Regions from separate parts of the Mus musculus genome. Here region 2 is linked to region 1. The links are chromatin contacts, called in public promoter capture Hi-C maps. All regions are on one chromosome and are shown on one strand. The core of a region is the stretch at or near the end of the contact, and the rest is flanking DNA. Distances in the headings are between cores, read along the strand shown. Region 1 holds the start of Trim15 (tripartite motif-containing 15). Region 2 holds the start of 2410137M14Rik (RIKEN cDNA 2410137M14 gene).

Region 1 (7,647 bases), core at 1,724-4,223:
GCACATAAAGGAGGCAGAACTGGGGAGGGCCTTACCTGCTCTGATTGAGTCTGGCATCCTACAAAAGAAACACAAAAACATGTACTTACTTTCCACATGGCCTTCCCCATCAGGGACTCTAAATCTTTCTGTCTTAATATCAGCTAAAAACTCCTACCCAGAGTGCTGGAGCCTCTTAATTACTTAGTGTGCATTTCACTGCTCTCTTCTTTTTTCCTGACTAAAGTAGGTAGGACTCTGCAGCCAGCCAGTTCCTTTGCTCTGGTTGTTCTGCCCACCATGCCCCCCCCCCACACAAGTGATTAAGAAATGATAGAGAGCAGAGACCAGTCTGAGTTCCAAGTTGGCACCGATGTGGGGCAGGATTGTGGTAACCACACAAGGATATTGATGGTGCTCTTCCTGTGTATTGGGGACCATGCTCAGCACCACACATGGGTTATTCCTTACATGGCTTACCACTCCCTGAAACAATCATCCCATGCTTAGAGAAACTAAGAGAGTCACCCAAGTGACAAAGTGGGAGGGGCTGACAACACCAAACTCAAGATGGTCTGATGATGGCCATCTTTGCATAATCCTCGTGCATGCCTTGGGAAGTTCTCTAGTTTTTTGAGCCATAAAAAGCAGACCCCCCTCCCCCCACACACACCTTCTCAATCGAGGTAATCCCCATCACCTTCCAGCACCTGCTTCCTGTAAACCCTCTGCTGTCGCACTAGGTGGTAGGGTTGTGGAGTCTCTTACTTGCAGAAGCTCACTTGCTGGTTGCTGACACTTCTCCTCTAGCTCCTCCACCTGGGTACTCAGCCGGTCGACCTCCTGGGAGACTTTGCTGATGTACTCTTCCCTCTCCTTGCAGATCTGCCGTTCTAGTTCCTCCAGCCTGTTCAGCAGGAGGCATCTCTGGTCCACAAGCTCCCGCTTCAGCCTTTCAAAAGCAGCTTCTACCTGATGCTTTTTGCTTTCAACCTGCATCTGTGAGGATATGGGGGAGGCTCAGAACTGGCTCCCATAAGGATCATCTGTGTACTTATTAAGAGACAGGAGTAAGCCATTACAGGACTCATTTCTTTAAATAATACAATGGTAGAAAGAGATAGATCCCAAGATACACTTGCAGATGATGAGCTCTGAGCTGTTGTCTTAGCCAGAGATTGTAACAATATCATATGGAACTCTTTAGAGTCACACTTAACTTAAAAAAAAATCCTTTCATAGCTATAATATTCTACTGTTTTAGTTTTCTTCTCTGTGCTATGATAGAACGTTGGCAAAAACCAAGTTGAGGAGGAAAGGATTTATTTCATTTTCTACTTTCACATCTCAGTGCATCACTGAGAGAACCCAGAGCAGGAACTCAAACAGGAGCCCAGAGGCAGAGGCTGTGAAGAAACAGCAGGTTCTCCGTGGCATGCTCAGCCTGCTTGCTTAGATTGTTAGGACCACGGACCCAGTGTAGGCTGGATGCTCCCAAATCAATAATCACGATGTCTCACAGACTTACCACATACAGCCAATCTGAAAGAAATGTTTTTCTCGGCTGATTTTTTGTTTTCAATTCCTCATTTAGGAAGGGTTCCCTCTTCCCAGATGACCCTTGCTTGAGTCAATTTGGCAAACAAACAAAAACAACAACAAAACTAACCACACAAAACTAACTACTATGTCTTCTTTAGACTCATGAATAACTGTTGTAATTTATTTTTTTTCTTGAGATACATGTCCATGTCTTATGCATTCTAGGCTGGCCTCAAACTCAATTCACAATGAAGTCAAAGATGACATTGAGCTTTTGACGCTCTTAACTCCATCACCCAAGTGCTGCAATTATAGAACACTCCTATTCAGTGCTGAGTATTGAATATAGGGCTCCATGTATTCTACGCAACCACTGTTCATACTGAGCTAGCTACCCAACATGTTAGGATGGTGGCACATGCCTGTAATTCCAGCACCTGTGGGGGCAGAGAAAATAGGATCCGCTAAGTAGTGACTTTGAGGCCAGTTTGAGCTACATGAGACTCTGTACCTAAACAAACAAACTGGAACAAAGGAACAGACAGCCATAGGTGTGTGTGTGATCTTTACCAGAACCTCCTGGAGCTTCTGGTCTTCTTGACATTTCCTATCTTCTATCTTGTCCCTCTCCATTCTTAGAGCTTCTAACCGACTCCTGAGACGATCCTGTCAGAAAAAAGAAAGCAGAGGGTCGGTGAATAATCCCACTGGCAAATACCGTGTGCTATGTTGTGGACACACCACCGAGGCTGAGAGATTCAAACTGACAAGAGTCCTAATCCTTGACCTTCATTGTATCACCATTTAGGGCAAGAATTGGGTTGGGTGGCACTATGGAGATAGAAAGTGTGTGGTAAGTAAGGTGTATGTGCCCGCAGGGAAACCAGGAGCAAAGAGGAGGACTGAGAGGATTTTAGACAGTAAATCTCTATCCCTTTTCCTTCACTCACCCACATCAGGTCACCATCCTGCCCCCACGAAGCAGCGCCTCAGCTCCTTACCCTGTAGGGTTGGATGGCTTCATCCAGGAACCCCACAGTGTGTGCCTGGTGGGCGGGGCCCTCCCTGCAGAACACGCAGAGCAGCTCCGCGTCTGTCTTACAGAAGAAATAGATCTTCTCTCCGTGCTCTTCACAGTAGGTCTCGCTCAGGGGACCTAGGGACACCGGGGCCACTGCGGCCTGGATTTTCTCCTCTTCTGCCCCCTGACAGAGAGGGCACAGCAGCTGGGCTCCCATTGGGGTGCGCGGGAGGCAGAGTAGGCAGACAGTGTGTCCGCAGGCTGTGGTCACCGCATCCTGCAAGGGTCGGGTGCAGACAGGACAGGCTACTTGGTGAAGTCCCCGCAGGGACCGGGTTGAGGGCATCACCGTGCCTTCCCCTGCCTGTCCACAGTCTTCTGACTCGGTCCACTCCAATTTCCTTTCCCTGAAACTGAGTCACTTTTAAGTGCGTCACTGTCACAGAAGCAAAGGAATCGGAGGCTGAAAGAAAGGCAGGAATGTCAGCTCAGCGAGGTCACCTGGCTGCCACGCCCAGAACCCAGCAGCTAAGCAGGTCCAAACTCCAGGGCGTCTTGACTACCCAGCGTTTCCCAGGGGCAGGCAGGTGACCTAGCTCTCCACTCCTGTCGCCTTCGGTCCCTTGGGTGGGGAGCAGCGTATTGCATCATGAGGTCACTTGGAAATGGGGTTTCCTGGAATCTCTTGGCTACAGAGAGGTGAGGCCATTGGGGAGGAGCCGCTTCCTGTCACGCTGGGCAGGTGAGAGCCATAGTTCAGGCTAGGAGGCTGGCAGTGGCATCAGAGTCCAGCCTGTGATGTTGAGACTGACCTCGAATTTCGAGCCCAAATGCACGTTCCCCTCGTCTGGCAATATGCACTCACCACCACCTCCACCACCACCACCACCACCCCAAGAAATTACTCCAGAACAACCAATTTAATAACAACTCATTGGGACAAGTGTGGAGAAAGAGATACAAATTGAAAGGCAAAGAGGATTTCTAAGGATCAGAGAGTTTGACAGCCACAAGACAGAAGGCATTGGGGTATTTGGATTCCAGCTCTTCCCAAAACTGGGTCAGAGATCAAGCCGCCAGGGTCCCTGGGCATTCTCCTGCCCTGTGGACAAGCTGCCAGGATCCCTAGGCATTCACCTGCCCTGTGGACAAAGCCAGACCCTCGTGCTCACCAGGTCTTTTTATCCCACCTATTTTCATGTTTCACACACCCCTTCTTCCTGCCCTACCTTCCCACTTGACAATGCATCCTTAGAACAGCTGTCTAATTATATGTGGTCGGCCCTGGCTGAGATGTGCTGTTTGTATAAACGATTTCACATCACTACAGAGACATGTGATATATCGCTAGTATTTCATGTTGACTCTATGCTCAAAAATATTTTTGGAAACATTGGACTAACTTAAATATACTACTAATATTTACTTTTTGTCTTATAATATTTTTCTCACCCTTATTATGAGAAACATTCAAATTTATTGATAGTGTGGAGAAATAGTGGCATGAATGCCTTTGTGCATTTTTGAATTTTGTAAGTATTGGGCCATCTGCTCTCTCTTCCATAAATACAACATATATCTCCTCAGAGTGAGGAATTCATCCACACAACCACGGTGTCATTAAAAAATTTAACATGGGCCGGTGTGATGCCGCATCAGGTAAAAGCAACTGCTGCCAAGCCAAAGACCTGAGTTCTAGCCCTGGGACCAACATGGTTGAAGGCAAGAACTCACTCCACAAAGTTGTCCTTTGATTTCTACATTTATGCCAGAATACGAGCGCGCAAGCGCGCGCACACACACACACACACCTACACATGCACACATGCACACACATATATACACATGCACACACACCTACACATGCACACACATACACACATATACACAGTAATAATAAAAACTATATAATTTAAAGAACTTTAGCAATCTATTAGTGAGTTTACTGTCAGTATTCAAAATACCCGGTTTCCCAATAATGTCCCTTTATATATAATTCTGTTCCATTGGGGCCCAGCTCATATTGGCAACCAGAAACATTTACATTGCATATATGTGACTTTCACTGATTGTTTTTTTCCTCAAGACACATTTCACGTAGCTCAGACTGGCCTCTGAGCTGCTATACAAGCAGAGGCTGGTCTTGAGGACTCCTGATTCTCCCATCTCTGGATAACAGGTGCTGAGATCACAGGCATGTGCCACCATGTCTGTTTGTCCTTTGGGTTTCTGGTAGACTGAATCTCCTGGAAGACACATAGCTTTGACTTGCAGATAGATCACAGTCACCTGCACTCTGTTGGTTCCCCTTGGATGAGTGGAGGGAACCTGGAGGAGCTTGCAAAATGGAGGTCCAAACAGCAGGATGTGATAGAGCCAAGGTGGAATTAAAAAAAAAAAAAAAAAACTGTTTAAAGTGCTTCCGTCTATCAGTGGGAGATATGTAGTCATGGTAATAAATAAATAAATAAATAAATAAATAAATAAATAATGCTGGCTCTATTTTTCCTCCCTCATACGTTTTTTGTTGTTGTTGTTGTTGTTGTTGTTTTTGTTTTTTTTTTCCCTTCTCTCGGCCCTCTTTTAAAGCCTGTTATAGGACCATGGAGGCATCACCACAGTTCCTTGTGCTGTGCACACCCCAGCTCAAGAGCCTTATCTGAGTCCCCACACTCCCCTGGCCACTAGCCTTGTACTGGCTGATACCTCCAATCTCCCTGGAGACAGGTGGCTATGTTTAAGAGCTGGGGTGGCAGTAGCTGTGAGTCAAGCTCCTCCCTGCCCCTGAAGAAAAGATCTCTTTCAACAGTGGTCTGCTGAGAGACTGTGAGCAGCTTCGGGTGGACAGAAAGTTGCAGTGAGCTCCAGGCCATGGGAACTGGTCCAGAGAGTTAACTTATGGTGCTTTGAGCCCCTGGGCCTTCCTCCTCTATTTCTTCACCTATGCTGTTGGCAGGAGTGTGTCTGCTCCTGGGAGAGCAGGACAAGGGGCTCTGGTGCCAGAGATGTAACTGGGTCCCTTGTCCCAGTGTGGGTGACTATGTTGGTGTTCAGGCCTGATGTGGGTGTGGAGGGTGAGCAGAGACGGTGACTTCCAGCGTCAGAAGGCCTGGTAGGATTGACATGGCCTCAGCTCCTTCTGTGACTAGCCTGGCAGATGAGGTCAACTGCCCCATCTGCCAAGGCACCCTGAGGGAGCCAGTCACCATTGACTGTGGCCACAACTTCTGTCGTGGCTGCCTCACTCGCTACTGCGAGATCCCAGGTCCAGAATCAGAGGAGTCCCTCAGCTGCCCGCTCTGCAAAGAGCCCTTCCGCCCAGGGAGCTTCCGGCCCAACTGGCAGCTGGCCAATGTGGTGGAGAACATCGAGCGCCTTCAGCTGGCGTCCACGCGAGGCCTGGAGGTGGAGGATGCCTGTCCGGAACACGGGGAGAAAATCTACTTCTTTTGCGAGGAGGATGAGGCACAGTTGTGTGTGGTATGCCGCGAAACCGGACAGCATGGGGCTCACACTGTGCGCTTCCTGGAGGACGCAGCAGGTCCCTACAGGGTAGGAGAGGATCCCTACAGGGTAGGAAGGGGCTCTGGGGCACCCTTGAGAGAGCTGGATTGGACTAAGGGAAGTAGAAAGGTGGTGTGGATTCTGGGCTGGAAGGAGCATCCGGACTCCAATTTTTTTTACCTTATTTGATCAGCCAGGCACATACTGAAGCACAGAGAAGCACGGAGTTATAATTAAGAGTTCTATGTTGTTTCCTTGTGGACCATAGTAAATCCTTTCTGAACGGATGAACCATCAAACGTGTGTGTGTGTCCTGTATCAGTTAAGTGTGCTTGAAGTTTGGATTTTAGGGAATGACAGTGCTTGTTTATGTACAAGAGTGAACGCCTTGTTTGTGGAGGGATGGTCTGAGTGTGTTCTGTTTGAAGCGTGTAACTGAATGGGCTGGTTGGGTGAATATTTGTGGCATATACTTTTTTATTTTCCATTAAGTGAGTGCATTGCTGGTTTTAGTTGCTTTTATACCATATTTTGTTATGAGCAGGCATTTGTATGTATGATGTAGCAATTTATTAGTGATCTTTTCATAGTGAGACCAGCTTGCCTCAGACTAATTATATAGCCTAGGATGACCTTGAATTTCTGATTCTTCTAGTTCTACCCCTGGATGAAGGGATTATAGGCATATGCTGCCACACTCGTTTGATGCAGGGTTAGGAGTCCTGTGCATGCTAAGCAAGCGCTCTAATAACTGAGCTACATCCCCAGCTTGTCTGTATGTATTTCTAAACACACATACACACATAGATATTTATGTGTTTGCTTGTTCCTAACTCTAATCTAGAACAATTTATAAAACTGGGCATCAATTATTTTTGCATCTAAATTTCTTCTCACCTTGTGTACCATTTCTAGATTATTGGTTCTAGTAAAAAGGGAGACGTTGTTTGCATGTATTTCCTCTGGGTGACATGATTTCAGTTCCAGCTAAGAACATGTGGAGCTCATAGGTAATACTTGGCAGATGCAAAAGTAGGTAGCTGTTTAACGCAGAGAAGGGCTCAAAGGAGAAGCAAAGTCATGACCTTTGATGGTAGATGAGAATGGGGGGAAGCCCTGCTCAAAATCTCTAGGACATAAAGCAAGAGTCATAAGACTCAAGGCCAGGTCTGGGGGTGCTCACCTATGATCCTACTGTTGGGAAAACTGAGGCAAGAAGATCCTGAGTTTGAGGTAAGCCTGGACTACATGAGATCCAGCCTCAAAATGAGAACAAGAACGAAGACCCTGAATCTCTCAAGGTGCTGGGGTTCACACTCATCCCCAGCGCACTTTGCTTCCACGCATAGAAGGGAGGGACATCCCTCTACAGTTACTTTCTGCATCTTAATACTTCATGCTCCTTCTACCCAGGAACAAATACAGAAGTGTCTCGTGTGTCTAAGGAAAGAGAGAGAAGAGATTCAAGAAACCCAGTCAAGAGAAAACAAAAGAATACAGGTGCTCCTGGTACGTCTCCACCCTCCCCAGGCCCAGCTCCTTCTCCCAGAGTCTAAGGCTCACAGAGCAGAGACGTGGAGCTCTCTGAATCGGAATCCTGT
Region 2 (7,647 bases), core at 3,101-5,600, 110 kb after region 1:
GGAGTAGACATTGTATCCCTCATTTCTCTCCCTAATATATAAAACAAACAAAACAAAACAAAACAAAAATCTGAAAGAAGCAACTTAAGTCAAGAAGGGTTTGTTTTGGTTTTTGATTTTTATATCCCATCCTGGAAGGAAAGCACGGTGGAGTTCATGGCAGCTGGAGCATGTGACTGGACTCACATCTCCATGCATCAGGAGCAGAGTGTGGGGATGCTGCCCCTCATCTGGCTTCCCTCTCTTCCTCCCTTGTGTTCAGCCTGGGCCCCCCCGAGTGATAGGTTGGTGTCATCACATTCAAGCAGGCTCTCCTTTCCTCAGTTAATCTCTGGAAACATCAGAGACATCTCCAGAATTGCAAACTGACAAACTGACAATGAAGATTAGCCATCACAGCTACATAGTGAGTGCCAGCCCATCCTGAAGTACAGTGTGAGAACCTACCAAAATCGGTGAGAAGGTAGTACATGGCCTCCCTGCTTCACAGTCTAAGACAGCAAGGGTCTTGGGAAGAGGTATGAGAATCCTGGAACAAGGTTTGAGGCCACTGATGCCAGTTGTCAGAGCAGTACTCACAACAAGGAACAGTCCCAAGTGGGAATAAAGTATTTTGCCCTGAGGATGTAAGGACATACGGACCTGGACCTGTCATCAGCCCTGAGTTATTTTCTCTCCCACTGAGTATCATCACCTCAAGTACAAGACGAAGTTAGCAATTTACAGGATAAAAGTCTCTTGCTATCTGAAAATTCCCTAGACTGATTTCCAACGTATAGACATTATTACCTTTTAAACACACAAAATTTTATATGGGACATTAGAGCCTCACAGATTTTTTTTTTAATCTTAGAAAAATCCAAAACTCCAAACTTGAGCCTTCATATCCAGGGACAGAATACAAAAGCCAAACACCACCAGATCCGATGCAAGATACAGGACTCCCGCCACAGTGGAGCCAAGGACTCAGGCTGTGCCCAGCTGCTGGGTTGTTTAACAGAATGAGGGAGGGACTAGGTCTCTGTTTCCTTTCGAGACTTTCAGTGCTGGGACTTGAGGTTAAGGGGTGGAGATAAAATGATAAAAATAATAAAGTTAACATCCTTCTCCATCTCTGGGAGGATAAAGGCAGAGAACAGAATGCAGAACGATTTGGTTCCAGAGGAAACTCTTAGTCCTAGACCTCAGGCAATATTCCAGGGGTATGGTTGCAGACAGACCTGGAACAGGGTCAAAAAACATGAAGAAAGGATTTGTATAGGAAAAAGATGGAGTGCCCTCCCAGAGGCCCGTTCCCTCTTCCTGGAGACCCTGCCTCAGATTTGTGTCCACATTAGTAGAGTCCTCTGTGTGAAGCACCACCCCCTCCTCTATTTCCAGGTGTTCCTTACACAGTTGGTTTAAAAAAAAAAAAAAAAAAAAAGGCCGCTAAGTGGCTAAGACACACTAATGGATACACTTTATAGTAACAAAACAGAAAATTGGCACATTTGTATCCAGGGCTTGAAATATCTCAGGAAAACCCAAATCTCAAACACCATCCTTATCTGCACTTTCCCTCCTCACCACTATGGCAGCGCACCTCCAGTGACCAAAACTGGAAGGAGAACCAGACCAGCAGTGATCCCCGTGATGGGTGTGGTGGGAGAAAAAGATGGCTCTGGAAGAGAGAAGGGAGAGGAGGATAGAACTAAGGGATATGCTCAAGGTCTGCAGAAGGGTTCCTGCTTTCCCAAGGACAGACTCTGTACCTACACACACTACCTTTACTCCATTTCAGGATGAGAGGTTCAGACAGCCCCTCAGGTTGCACATGGCATGTGTATTTATGCTCTTCTCCTGAAGGCAGCACCACAGCTGCCCACTTCTGGAAGGCTTCGTCCTCTGCAGGCCTGGTCTCCACAAGGTCCATGTCCTGAGTCAGGTCCTTCTCATCCCTCTGCCAGGTCAGGATGATGACAGCAGGGTGGAAATCCAGGGCCCAGCATCTCAGGGTGACATCACCTTCAAGCGTTGAATGATGGGCCACATTTGTTTTGGGGGGAGTCTGAGGAGAAGAGTCAGAGGGTAACAACCTTCTGTTCTCTCCTGTGGACTATATGAGCATTAGTCATGTGATCATCCCCATAGTTGGGTTGAAAATTGAAACAGCAGCTCTTACACAGCATGGACTTAGGATGAAGAAATATCTATTCCTTGGATCTGTTCCCGATCTGTGAACATTGGCAGAAACGGGGACTGAGATCAAAACAGGACTGGCACTCACTCTTTTCAGAGCTGGTACCCCTTCATCCACGAAAAGATGGAGTCCACTATTGTGCTTTCAATGTAAAAATGTTCCCTGTGGCTCAGGTGGATCCTGTGGGATCTGGAAATCAGGGAGGCTTCCTCTGCTCCAGACCAATATGTGTGTGTACCCCTATACATGTGCAGCACTTATCTAGAGGTCATAAGACAACTTGTTCTCTCCTTCTCCATGTGTGCTCAGGGTTCCAAACTCAGGTTGTTAGGCTTTATGGCAAGCACCAAACATTGAGACATCTTGCTGGCCCAATGATTCCTTTGTATTGCCTCAGACTGTGCAACCTTTCTTTCAGAGAGGAATGAGCAGTGACAACACTCAATTTCTCTACTTCTACATCACCCAGACCCCATCTGCTTCTATGTCCCACAGCCTTGAGAGCCCTGGGAAGATGGCTAAGCCCCAGTTGCAAGTCTCAACTGCCCACAGCAAAGGACACACAACTGCTGTCACTGTCTGCTTAGGATCCTGCCCCACAAGTATTATTTCAGAAATTGCTGTTGCTGTTGTGATAGATAGCATGCCATGTCGAGGTATCGATACACCTTCAGATGGAGCAGTCTCAGATGTGAGTCCAATCATCCACACCAAGTGCATTGCAACCCTCCGCTGCCATTCCACACCACATGGAGAAAGCAGAGACACATCAGTAATTTCTCCCATGGATGGTTTGGCTTCAATTTCATGTCTTATATCCCAGTAACCGTGAACCTGATCCTCCCAAGCCCATTTTGGTCCTGCTGGGTCCCCACTTGGGTGTAGAGTATTTTATTACTTTCTCCGGAGAGATATGATAGATATCTATTCACCCCAGACAGGACTCCAACAACAGACCAAATGAATGATCCCATCAAAGCCCATCCTTACCATCCAACACAGTTTGGCAATCCCATAAATGCATTGAAGGTTACTTACAGACACGAGTGAGGCGTTACTTAATACTCATAAACACCTACAACACTGAAAAGCCCACTCCAGCATGAATGACAACTCACAAAAGCTAGATCACTGGAGTGTGCCACCAATGAATTCAATCAATTAATACACACACACACACACACACACCATTACCATACTGGCTATCCAGAAGTTCACTATATAGACAAAGCTGGCCTCCAACTCACTCATCTGCCTGCCTCTGCCTCTTCAATGATGGGATTAAAGGCATCAGCCACTACACCCATACCATCAATTAACCTTCTAGTTCCCATATACACTAATATTTCTGAAGTCCAGATGTGGCTAGTAGGATTCCTTGTGATTGGGGAACATAGGAGGGTGTGAATGGCTAGAATCCCCAGTAAGGGTAATCACAGCTTTTCTGATTTTGAAACAGTAACAGCCTTGTGTGGAGCCTGGGGGACAGTATTTCACAATAGGTGGCTTAGGAATTGGTCCTGGCATAAAGTCTGCTCAAGGGCCAATAGAAGCTACCCCTGAAACCTGCATGCTGCAGCATCTCCTCCCCTTTATCCAGGTATTTGAGAAGCCACTTCAACGCACCTTCCCTCCAAGAAAGATGTGCATGATATAACAAAACCAGATGCCTCTTGCTTGCACCTAGTGATCTGAGACTCCTCGGTATCCACTGCAACCCAGGAGCGCAGGTCCTCTCGGTCAGAGAGATGTAATCCTGGCCTTCATAAGTGATGTGCTTATACCCACGGAGGAGGTGATGGTCTGGCCCTATGTCACAGCCGATTAGTCACTGGACAGTGTGAGACTCTGTTGAGGCCAAAGTGGTCAGCACCATGTCCCAGGTTAGCCCCATTCATTGCACACAGCCTGCTCGTGATTGGTCAAAGCCTACTTCAAACTGAAATGAAACCACAGTAAATTTCTGCAGGCTTCTCCAGGATTGCAGGAACTTGCAGATTTCACCAGCCCAAGGTACATATTTCATAAGAATATGCGGAGACTATAGACTAGCCTTCCATATAGGATCACTCACCATTCTCTCTCTGGCTATGATAGCCGAACAGGGTCCACAGTTCGATTTGACCGAGTATTAAGATCCTCCTGGCGAGGCGCATCAGCTCCTCCAAATGCTCAGGTTCCTGAGCTATAAATGGCACCCACGGCTCCACCCACTGACTCTCCAAGTCTTTGCTGAAGCTCGTGATCTGTATGTTGTCCATGTAGCCTCGGTGAACCGAGGTTTGCCTTAGCCAGGATCGTACAAGGTGGTGGTGAAATACCGCAGGGAGTGTGAGCCTAGGGGTGGTGCGGGGGTCAACCCAGGTGGACCTGGAGACAAGCGGACTTGCTGGGAGGAGAACTAGCACACAGGGCTCCAGACACGGATTGGAGAAGAGAGCCTGGCAGAGGGTGTGTAGTTGGGAGACAGCCGCTGAGACTTAGCGTTCCCTGAGCTATTGCTGCCCAGCCTCCTCCCTCCTCCCCACAGAAGTGGCTTCACTTTCCACCCTGCACTCACCCGCGCTGGCCTGAGTTGGGACCAGGGCGGTCGCCAGCAATGGAAAGAGGGTGTGCAGCACCACGGACCCCATCCTCCGTGTTTGGAGAACTTGAAGAGCAAGATCCCTGTCTATGAAGTTTTATAGCGTTGTGGGTGTGTGGGGGCAGATCATGACTCTTAGTGGTTCTACAAAATTCCCACACACAACAGAAGTGAACATGTGGGTGTCCAAACATTACTGGGGAAAAGAGGTTTCCCATTTGTGGATTCTTAGAGTGTTTTTGATTAAAAAGAAAAGAAAGAAAAGCCAATAACAAGCCAGAGTCAGAAGGACGCTCCAGGTTCACCTCATTAGTTCGGGATGGCGGGGAGGGGGAGGGGTGAGGGAAGGCAACAACACTAGCAAACCATAATCTTAGCAGGGGCTAAGGGTCATCAATGGGGGAGGGTAAGCAGCTGTAGAAAGGAGAAAAGAAAGGATTAACCCCTTGAGTTATAAATCAGGAAAGCAAACAGACTCAGCAGTTAATCTACAAGGAAGTGGATTTGGGGGGAGGGCTGGGGGGATACTTCAGGAACGTAGTAAGTACATTATTTCATTTGGGGTATTATTATTCCTTCCATTTCCTTTGCATGTTTTCAAATGACCAGCTTTCCAGAGGGGTTGTCTGCTGGCTAGGTGATTAACAAGTCTAGTTAGATTAGCTCCCAAAGAAGGTGGAAGGGGGCATTGGTATGCAATATTCTAATCTCTGGGACAGATCGGAATGCATAGTCTCCACCCTTGTCAGAAGTGGAGATTAGTTTCCATTCTTTTGACCAAAGTCAAGTTACCCAAAAGCCCTGATACCCCTACCCTTCTCAACTGGTAAATGGATGTGTGTGAGCGGGCCCATTCTTAACAACCCCTAAGCCAGGTGACGCTTGTCTAGCTGCCTAACACTGGCAGAAGCTCCTGAGAACTGACGGTGTGTAAACTAGAGAAATGAACCCTGGGGCCACAAGGAAACTTCAATCCTTAGACTGCTTGAAAGCAAGATCCTAGACCAGATAATTTACCCACAGCCCCTCCTCCTGCACCTAGAGTCCTTTACCACAGTAAACCCTTTATGCAGCACCCTGGTAGAGAGCTGTATGTGTCAGGAAGTCCCAACCTTTTTGTTTCAGGATCTCTGTATGCTCTCACAGATTAGGGAGGACTTCAAACAGATGTTAAGCAGGGTGCATCCATCAATCTTACTTGGGCTAAAAAGTAAAACATGTGTTGAGTTCAGTTCCCAGAATCTTGCAGCTCACAGCTGTTAAGTTTCCAACTGGGACAAATGGCAGAGGTGCCTGTTTAACATACCAAAGTGGAGTGGCCTCCAGATTCTTCTGTCCTTGAGTACCTACCCTCAACAGGGTATGGCTGAAGTACCCTTCCCTCCCCCAACTCCCTTAGACTCTTCCCTGTCCATAATCTCGGCATTTTAGTTACTTGCTCCCTTTTGTACCTCTGACCTCCTGGCTGCTACACCTGGTTTCCCTCTTCTCTCCCTTCTCCTCCCCATCTCCCCACATGGCCCATCTCAGTCACCAAGGCCACTCTGGACTCTCCCAAATGTCTCTGCCTCTAGCTGTCCTCTCCCTCTTATCTGCAATATTTTTTTTTCCTCGCCATACCTAGGTCCAGCCATTTCCTCTCCTTTCCTTTTTATTTCCATCCAACAGCCACCTATAACCCAAGCTCTAGGGGATTCATGAAAGGTCTTTGAATAAACTTGACCTCATTTCTCCTGTAAACTCTTCCTGCTCAATGAGTCTCCTGAGAGACCTTGAAGAACAGAAACTGTCATGTAATTTTGTCTCTGTCAAAATGCTTACAGAGGCTCTGTTATATCCACTGAGCAGCCTTCCCTCCCTCCATAAGCAAACCATCTTTATTATATTTTTATGTGCTTTACCTGCATGGATGTGTGTGTACCACATGAACGAAGTGCCCACAGAGACCATCAGACCCCCGGGGACTGGTATTACAGAGGGTTGTGAGTCACCATGTGGAAGAACAGCAGGTTCCTAAATGCTGAACCATCTCTCTAGCTCCTGGGCCATCTCTAACGGCCTACTTTTAGTTTTTTGGGTTTTTTGGATTTTTTTGTTTTTTTGTTTTTTTTTTTTTCCAGTCTCACTTAACACTTCTTTAAAAAAATTTTTTATTAGGTATTTTCTTTATATACATTTCAAATGCTATCCCGAAAGTTCACTATACCCTCCCCCTGCCCTGCCCCCCTACCTACCCACTCCTGCTTCTGGCCCTGGCATTCCACTGTACTGGGGCATATAAAGTTTGCAATACCAAGGGGCCTCTCTTCCCCAGTGATGGCCTACTTTTAGTTTTAAGGAAACCAATAAAAGTATAAGTTACCACAAATGGGAAACAAAGAAGCAAAAAACCGTATTAAAAACTCTGTTGTACTGTTTGATTTCTTTATGAGAAAGAGTTTGTCTGGGTCTATGGAATGCACATTAAAACTGTTTTCCTGACGGAACCTTCGATCAGAATCACACAACTTGATCTTCTCCCCACATCCACATAAAAATTTTTTCAGAATTAATGTAATATTTTAAAAATATACTTAAAATTTAGCTCATCACTGAAGAACAAGCATGTGGGAGGTTAGGCTAAGAAAGGAGGTTTGCCATGAGTTTGAGGCCAGCCTGGGTTACATGATACTCTTTCTCAACCAAAGAAACATAGATGAGGCTGGGCAATAGTGGTACATGCCAGCCTGACCTACTGAGTGAGTTCCACGACAGCCAGGGCTACACCGAGAAACAGTGTTTCAAAAAACCAAACCAAACAGCACAAACAGAAAGAAAAATGATCAAGCTTGTATGTTTCCAAAATGTCACAATTGAATTACAATAAATTCAATAAGTGAATTCA

The links. Capture Hi-C pulls out chosen DNA fragments and counts their contacts.
Region 2: a promoter capture Hi-C map of adipose tissue shows a contact between it and region 1. The contact joins the promoter of 2410137M14Rik here to the promoter of Trim15 in region 1. A contact is called at or near these places in 1 of 39 promoter capture datasets (pre-B cells), 1 of 115 datasets of contacts at active chromatin or transcription factors (embryonic stem cells) and 3 of 9 other capture datasets (adipose tissue, liver and pancreatic islet).

Annotation. Positions count from the first base shown.
Region 1 is chr17:36,864,214-36,871,860 of GRCm38.p6, forward strand. Trim15 (tripartite motif-containing 15) reads right to left here and starts at 2,974. Exons shown (of 7, transcript NM_001024134.2): 1 at 2,523-2,974; 2 at 2,092-2,187; 3 at 748-978; 4 at 36-58. The coding sequence starts at 2,888. Trim10 (tripartite motif-containing 10) reads left to right here and starts at 5,361. Exons shown (of 7, transcript NM_011280.2): 1 at 5,361-6,094; 2 at 7,460-7,555. The coding sequence starts at 5,666.
Region 2 is chr17:36,976,887-36,984,533 of GRCm38.p6, forward strand. It overlaps 2410137M14Rik (RIKEN cDNA 2410137M14 gene), which reads right to left and starts at 4,351. Exons shown (of 4, transcript NM_029747.3): 1 at 4,254-4,351; 2 at 1,765-2,047; 3 at 1,583-1,660; 4 at 815-1,220. The coding sequence starts at 4,256. The coding sequence ends at 1,096. It also overlaps the pseudogene H2-M4-ps and a transcript of H2-M5 not described here.